Regions from separate parts of the Columba livia genome. Here region 1 is linked to region 2. Evidence: chromatin contacts called from public Hi-C data. All regions are on one chromosome and are shown on one strand. Each heading gives the region's core, a stretch centred on a gene start, on an enhancer-like site or on the middle of the called end of the contact. The rest is flanking DNA. Distances are from core to core; before and after follow the strand shown. Region 1 holds the start of LOC135575665 (unconventional myosin-XVB-like). Region 2 overlaps CASKIN2 (CASK interacting protein 2).

Region 1 (3,584 bases), core at 56-2,555, 140 kb after region 2:
AGTGAAAATCCCATTTTTCTTGGATTTTCAAACTAACAGTTACTTAAGTTCCTTTTGGTTTTAAAAACCTGTAATTGCTACTGAAGTGTTCTCTCCATCTTCAAGCCCTGCACTGTCCTACCCATACTGGAGAGCTTTGGGAATGCCAGAACCATTCTCAATGACAACTCAAGCCGTTTTGGAAAGCTGCTCAATGTTCACCTGCAAAAGTAAGTTAAAGGAACATCTTGGGATGTTATCCTTCCGAGCTGTCACAGGGTGCATCTTCCTAATCTGCATGGGACATATGACAGGCTTAAAGGCCTATAGATCCTTGTGTGCAGCTTAACTCCAGGCTGCTGGCTGCGTGGCCCACTATTGCTGTAGTGTTTGGACATCCTGGTTTTGGTCCTGAATCACTTTGCACAAGCTGCAATTAAATTACGAAGCAAAAATGTGGCCCCTGTCCCCACAGGCTATCAGCATGTCATATGAAATGGGTGGGTAAGGTCAGATAGGCGAGTGGTAAAGCAACAGCAATCGGATGTGGTTGAAGGGAAGGGATGTGGCGTGTTCCCTGGATTATTTTCAGGACGTGTCCTGTGAGAATCATTCAATTCCAAGCATCCTTGTACTCTGGAGGCTGTTCAGAAGCCAAACTTGAATCTGTATGTTTCATAGCTGCTTCCTCTGTAACAGTCTGATACAGAACACCAGTTCTGGAAGGCTTCAAAGTTCAGACCAAGTTGGTCAGGTCATACACATGTTTCTCAGCAACATCTCCCTTTACTAAAACCTCTGAGAAATGGATCTGCAGAAAACCCGTCACTAGTTTCTGACAGGATCTGTTGTTGTCTTATGCTCAGTGGCGTCGTGGTGGGAACATCCATTTCCCAGTACCTGCTGGAGAAGTCTCGCGTGGTATTTCAGGTGAGGACCAATGAGCCCCTGCCTCCTAGAGGTGTCCCTCTCTCTTTTATTCATATTTAATCTTCAAATTACTGTTAAATAACAGGGATAGGAATGAGTATTAGAACTACATCCCATTTCTTCTCTTAGCAAGATGTATGTCCCCTCTGTGTGGCACAAAACCTCTTATTTTATTTGAATAAGACAGGAAGTCACTGTGTCTCAAACATGTTGAATTAAGCCACTTATCAGGGATTACTGGAAGTTAAATCTTTCCTCAACTAATTTTTCTTGATGTCTGGAGTGTGGAAAAGGTCAGATACTGGAGCGGTGTGGAAGGGACTGCTCTCACATGGAATGCTCTTGAAGTGCTAGCGAGAAACCCATTCCAAACGAAATAGTTTTCGAGTGGCTTCTAGCCTCACCTTGCTGACCTCAGAGTTCCATTGTCCCTGCTCACTGAGTGTATTCTATAGGGTTTTGGAACTGGATATGGGTCAACTCTATGAACTGTGTCCCCTGTCAGGCCCACGGTGAGAGGAACTACCACGTGTTTTATGAGCTACTGGCTGGGCTCCCTGCAGAGCAGAAAGAGAAGATGTACTTGCAAGAAGCAGAGTCTTACTTCTACCTGAATCAGGTGAGTGAGGCGAGGATGCTCTGCAGCAGCTGATAGAGTGAAATGGCCAAGATGTCGCTTCTGCTTGGTTACTGAGGCACCTGATAACTTTGCCTCCCTCACAGGACTATGCTAAAATCTGCTTTGCTCCTTCTCACACCTGACCTAAGAAGGAATACCTTTGTCTCTTATATGATTTTTTTTCTTGCCTTGAGGCCCCTTCTGCTCCCAAAGAAAGGTTTTTAGAAAGAGTCATTGTGTAGGTTCATGGCTCCACCCTGTGGTGAAGGAAGTATTTTCTTGTTGCTTTTCCTTGCATTTGCCATTTATTGTGGGACTGAAAAGAGCAAGGGGTATTTCTTTCTACCTCTGGCAAAACACTTGCTTCATTGACTGATCCAGTGGGTGGAAATTTTAAACCACTGAAATGTACTGCTGATTACAATCTATTTAAATTGGTAAATTGTTTGCCAGGCTTATGCAAGCCATCACCTTGGAGCACAGTTTCTTTTGTTTAAGAATGTTTTCCATACTCAGGCTGTTCACAGCAATAACAAGATATCTTTCCTTTTTCAACTGTGTGGATCAGCTTTCCCAGGTGAGCAAACTCTTTACAGCAGCTGTGCTCATGTGAGGAATCCTTGATGAATGATTACGATCACCTTTCCTTCGGGCAAGGAATGGACAAGTACCATTAAACACTCAAGGATGGAGGGCAATTAAGGGCTCATGCCTTAATGGAGTGATGCTCCTAGTTGGCAAAGGGTCTGCATTGTACACTCTTCAAGGAGATAGTTAGCAGGACTGTCTCAGCCTGCTGCAGAGCAGAAAAGGCAAAAAGATCAGATCATGTGTAAAGAATTTGGCAGAGACTGACAAAAATACTCTCAAAAATTCCAGAGAGAAGGGAGACTGGTCTGTCATGAATGCTGAGCTCCCACTAGTCGTGTCTTTGGTCTTTATTTCAGATTTCTCCAGTCCTTAAAACAACTACTTCTCTTTGCTGCTGGTAGCTCAGCTCCAACCTGGACCTAAAACAGCTGACCATTATTATCTGTCCCTATTGTCCCAGGGCAGAGCGTGTGACATCCTGGGGAAGGAGGACAGGCAGGACTTTCTGGACTTGGTGCAAGCTCTGGAGGGAATCAGCCTCTCGGACGACCAGCTGACCTCCACCTGGGCTGTCCTGGCTGCCGTTCTGCAGCTGGGGAACATCTGCTTTACCTCCTCCGAGGTACACTGACCCCTGGCCGCCTGGGAATGGGCTGCTTGTGCTGAACGTTGCTGTCACCCCATGTGATGGGACCAGGGACATTAGTCTTGACCAGCGATATCCTTTGAAGACTATTCTGTTCTTTTGATATTAGGCTCTAGACTGACCTAGGCAGGGACAGAAGATGGGGGGCAACCAAAGGTCCTTAGAGCTTGGGTGGCTCTTTGAGGAGTCAAAATGAACCTAGATGCTGGTGTTTTGCTCAGGCTGTGACCAGTTCTGTGCAGCTGGGGTGCTGTCAAGAATATTAATACTACTGGAACCTCGTATCTCATCCACAGTTGAATCTATTGTTCTACATTATTTAGAAGGAGTCCTATGAACCTGCGGCTGTCGCCAGTGACACTGAGATTCAGATTGTGGCCAATCTGTTGCGTGTCTCAGCAGATCTCCTGCGAAGTGTTATCACCCACCGTGTCACTGTGAGTACCTTTTTGGCAATTTCTCATTCATCCTGAAGCACAGAATGCCCCAGCACAGTGTTCTGTCAGCAGAAGGACCACCGCCTCAGAAGGCCCAAAATCTGGGGGGTAACAGCAGGAGTAAAATGGTGGCTGTGCTGGATCAGTAATAGAAATGGGCTGGACCTCTCTAGGCACCCCTGTAAAAATGGCAGAACTCACATCTAGGAGGGCTCTTTTCTGACATGAGGTGGCTTCAGGCTTAACACTTTGGCCAGTTGACTCCCACCCTAAAATGTGGCAGCACAATTCTCTTTTACTTTTTGCTTTGATAGCTGAGTAAATTATCAGGCCAAATAGAAAAAAAAAAATCCATTTATTAACTGGGCTGACTTCCTTGTAG
Region 2 (3,139 bases), core at 332-2,831:
CTTGTTCTGAGCAAAGCAGGAGCTGGTGTCACCATGGCTGCGCTCTGGTCACCAAGGAGGATGGAGAAGCACTAGCAGGACATCTGTTCCTGATGGCGATGGTCAGGCTAATACTGTTTGTTCCAACTCTTACACCACGTTACTGCCGTGGTGGTAAAACTCAAACTGAACATTAACCCCGCTGGAGGCGACAGCAGGACTCTTACCAGGGCAGATTATCTGAGGAAACCCAGATCTTAAGCACTCGAGGGGCAGGACAAAGCTGATCCACGATGAACTTAGAGCAGGAGACAAGCTTGTGCAATTTGACACGAAGGACACAACTAGGCAAAACTATCAAAAGGGTAAAATATGCCCCACTGTTTAATAGAATTTAGTCTTAATGGATGTTAGTGGAAAACAAAACACATGATTAACACAAACAGAGCAGATGGTTTAAAATCTGTTGTCAGTCTGGTGATTACACGGGCTATTTTTTCCCCTCACTGTCTTGCTGCATGGAGCAGGTGCAGCCGGGGTCAGTTAGTCCCACTTGCAGTGTACATAACTTACACTCCGTACAGTAGCTTCAAAATAGAGATCTAGACCTTAAAAAATAGTCATTCTTCTGCAAAATCAAATGTTAAGTTCCCTTATTGACAACGAGAGCAGCGTGGTGCTGCCCTCAGGTGGCTCAGACAGCGACAGCTCCACCCCAGTGTCCTCTTCCCTGACCCTAGAGTACAAGACTTGCAGTTCTGGTTAGTAAATATATATATAATAAATCACATTTAAAATATATACATTGGCGTTTTAAAAAAAACAAAAACATTTACAGTTTATCAACACTGGAAAAAAATAATCGGGCTTGTCCCAGGTTGACTCATGAGAGTAAAAAAATCAGTTTTAAAAGGTTTCTGCAAACCTTTTGATAAAGTGCCACTGGTTGTAGCTATTTAAAAACAATCGGGTCCACGACGTAGCACTTGCCTGTCAGACACGGTCACTTAAATACACTCAATGTGACAGATAAATCAGAGCAACCAACTACCTGGGAGAGAAGGGTCTTAACCACCTCAAACTGACCTCAAGTCCCCACCAATGATATGATTTCTTTTTTTCAGGGTTTTTCAATGTATTTCAGCCCCAGAGCTCACAGGGGCTGCTCCCCGTGGGGACGAGGGGCTGCAGAGCTGATCCCATCGCAAACTCCCAAAAAGGCTGGGAAACAACCACCTCTTCGGCCACCTTCTCCCTCTCCAGTTTGCATTGGCGATTCTTTTAAAAGGGGGGAATACGTGGATTTTTTTTTTTCCATTTGTTTGGAATTTTTGTAGCAAATGGCACTTCAGCACAATCTTAGGTTCCCTTCTGGTGCTCCGATGCTTTCATGTGCTTGGCATGCCGAGCGCAAGCCAAGTTCGGGGCTCTTAGACATATTTAGACATGCACTACTGAACAGATCCTGCTAGAGACATCTGTCTTGGAGCTATGCAGCCGTTCCTACCGCTTGGATGAGACGAGCCATCGCTGCCGTTCCCCGGCCACGGGGCTGCGACCGCGCGGGAGCCGCTGCCGAGCTGAACTCCCCGGTGCGCGCGGGGTCACCGCTCCCGCGGGGCTGCACAGAAACATCTCACAGATTCCCAAACGCCGCTACTGTTCAACAACCCTCACGGCGGAGTTTGTGCCAGCAGCTCCCCGCAGGGAGCACGACTGGGAAAACGGACCGTTTTCTCCCCAAAAAAAGGGATGGGGTGTCGGGGAAGCGCTAACCATGCTGCTACCTCACCCTGGCAGCAGCGGGGCGGAGGTTTGCGTCGGCACGGTGTCGGCAGAGGGCAGCCTGCATTTAGCAGCACGATCCAGGCGGACTGGCACAAACGCACGGGCCTTCGGCACTGCCGTCACCATCCTCACGGCCCCAGGAAGGGGCAGGGAGATCTCCGTGTCCGGCAGAGCGTCCGCTGCTCCGCAGGCTGTGCCAGCCCCGTCTCGAGGGGTTCGCGGGTCCCACCGGAGGGATTTCCATCCACTTAGATTACACGCCGCCCTGACGCTGACGCATTTGGAAAAGCAACAAATAAAGCAGGAAGGTTCCTTCTCGCTCTGCAAGCTGCCAAATTGCGACAAGCCCTGTCTTCTTTTAGCTGCTGTCAGGCCTTGCTGGGGTTGGGATCTGCTCAGTAAATAGCCAGCTCGGTGGCGGCTGCCTGGGGAGGTCTCTCTTTTGACACATTGTTGGCAGGGGATAAATAATGAGAGGCAAGACTCAGCAATGCAGCGTGGAAGGAGAAAGGTCCCTTGTGGAGGCTCCTTGGCTCTGTGCAAGGATGTGAGGGCTTCTCCGAGGCCCCCAGGACCGCGTGTGCAGCCCCTCTGTGCTCTCCTCCTGCTGCCAGTCTGGTGGGAAAGGCCTGACCCCCTCGGAAACCGGCCCGCGGCCGCGCCGGCACGTGTGGCACAGAGCTGGGTGGGCAGAGGGGCGGCTGCATTCCCAGCGTGGCGCAGAGTGCTGGGATGGAGGTGGCCGGGGAGACCCGAAGGCACCACTCGGTGCCGGGTCCGCTCTCCCCCCGTCTGGAGGGCACTGGCGCAGCAGCCGGAGGTGAGGAGGGGAAGGAGGGAGCAAGTCTCAGTCCAGCATCGCGTCCAGCTGGTCGGCCAGGTCATCGAACATGTTGCTGATGTCTTCCAGGATGTTCTTGGCTGAGTGCACGGCCCTGGGGTGGCTGGAGAGGAAAGGGACAGAGTCAGAACATCGCTCAACGGCCTCAGGTGCTGATGGGGTGGGGTTGGCCAGGCTGGACACAACCCTCCCAGTGTGACCCGGTGTGGCACAGGCGTGTGCCCGCACACAGCCCTTCGCCTGCCCTCGCCAGGGCCTTCCCAGTTCCAACCCCAGCGTTTCCCTTGTCCCAGTGCTTTCTCACCTCTCTGCCTCCTCCGTTGTGATCTTCTTCTCGGCTGCCTGCAGCGCGGCAGCCAGGGTGGAGTTGGTCTGTTCCAGCCGCTGCTGGGCCAGCGCGGCCCCCGGGGCAGCTGCCAAAGGCTTCGCCGACGCTTTGCTGCCCGTCTCCAGCGTCAGCGAGCTGGGACCGGCCAGGGACCCGATCACATCTGGCACCGCCTCAGTGGCCACCCAGGGAGCAACGGTGTG

Evidence for each region. Hi-C and Micro-C count contacts between places; a contact is called where the count stands out from the background.
Region 1: a contact with region 2 is called in a Hi-C map of crop, with 3 times the contacts expected there. The contact joins the promoter of LOC135575665 here to the enhancer-like site in region 2. A contact is called at or near these places in 2 of 2 Hi-C or Micro-C datasets (crop and liver).

The regions. Positions count from the first base shown.
Region 1 is chr18:9,424,290-9,427,873 of bColLiv1.pat.W.v2, forward strand. It overlaps LOC135575665 (unconventional myosin-XVB-like), which reads left to right and starts at 1,306. Exons shown (of 4, transcript XM_065034109.1): 1 at 1,306-1,528; 2 at 2,580-2,741; 3 at 3,089-3,202. The coding sequence starts at 1,394.
Region 2 is chr18:9,283,575-9,286,713 of bColLiv1.pat.W.v2, forward strand. It overlaps CASKIN2 (CASK interacting protein 2), which reads right to left. Exons shown (of 20, transcript XM_065034028.1): 19 at 2,913-3,139; 20 at 335-2,711. The coding sequence ends at 2,615. Among named protein-coding and RNA genes, the nearest start is that of MCHR1, 44 kb to the right of the region's middle. Within about 2 kb of position 1,582, at least 1 of the 3 cell types and tissues checked has an H3K27ac peak away from gene starts, as active enhancers do.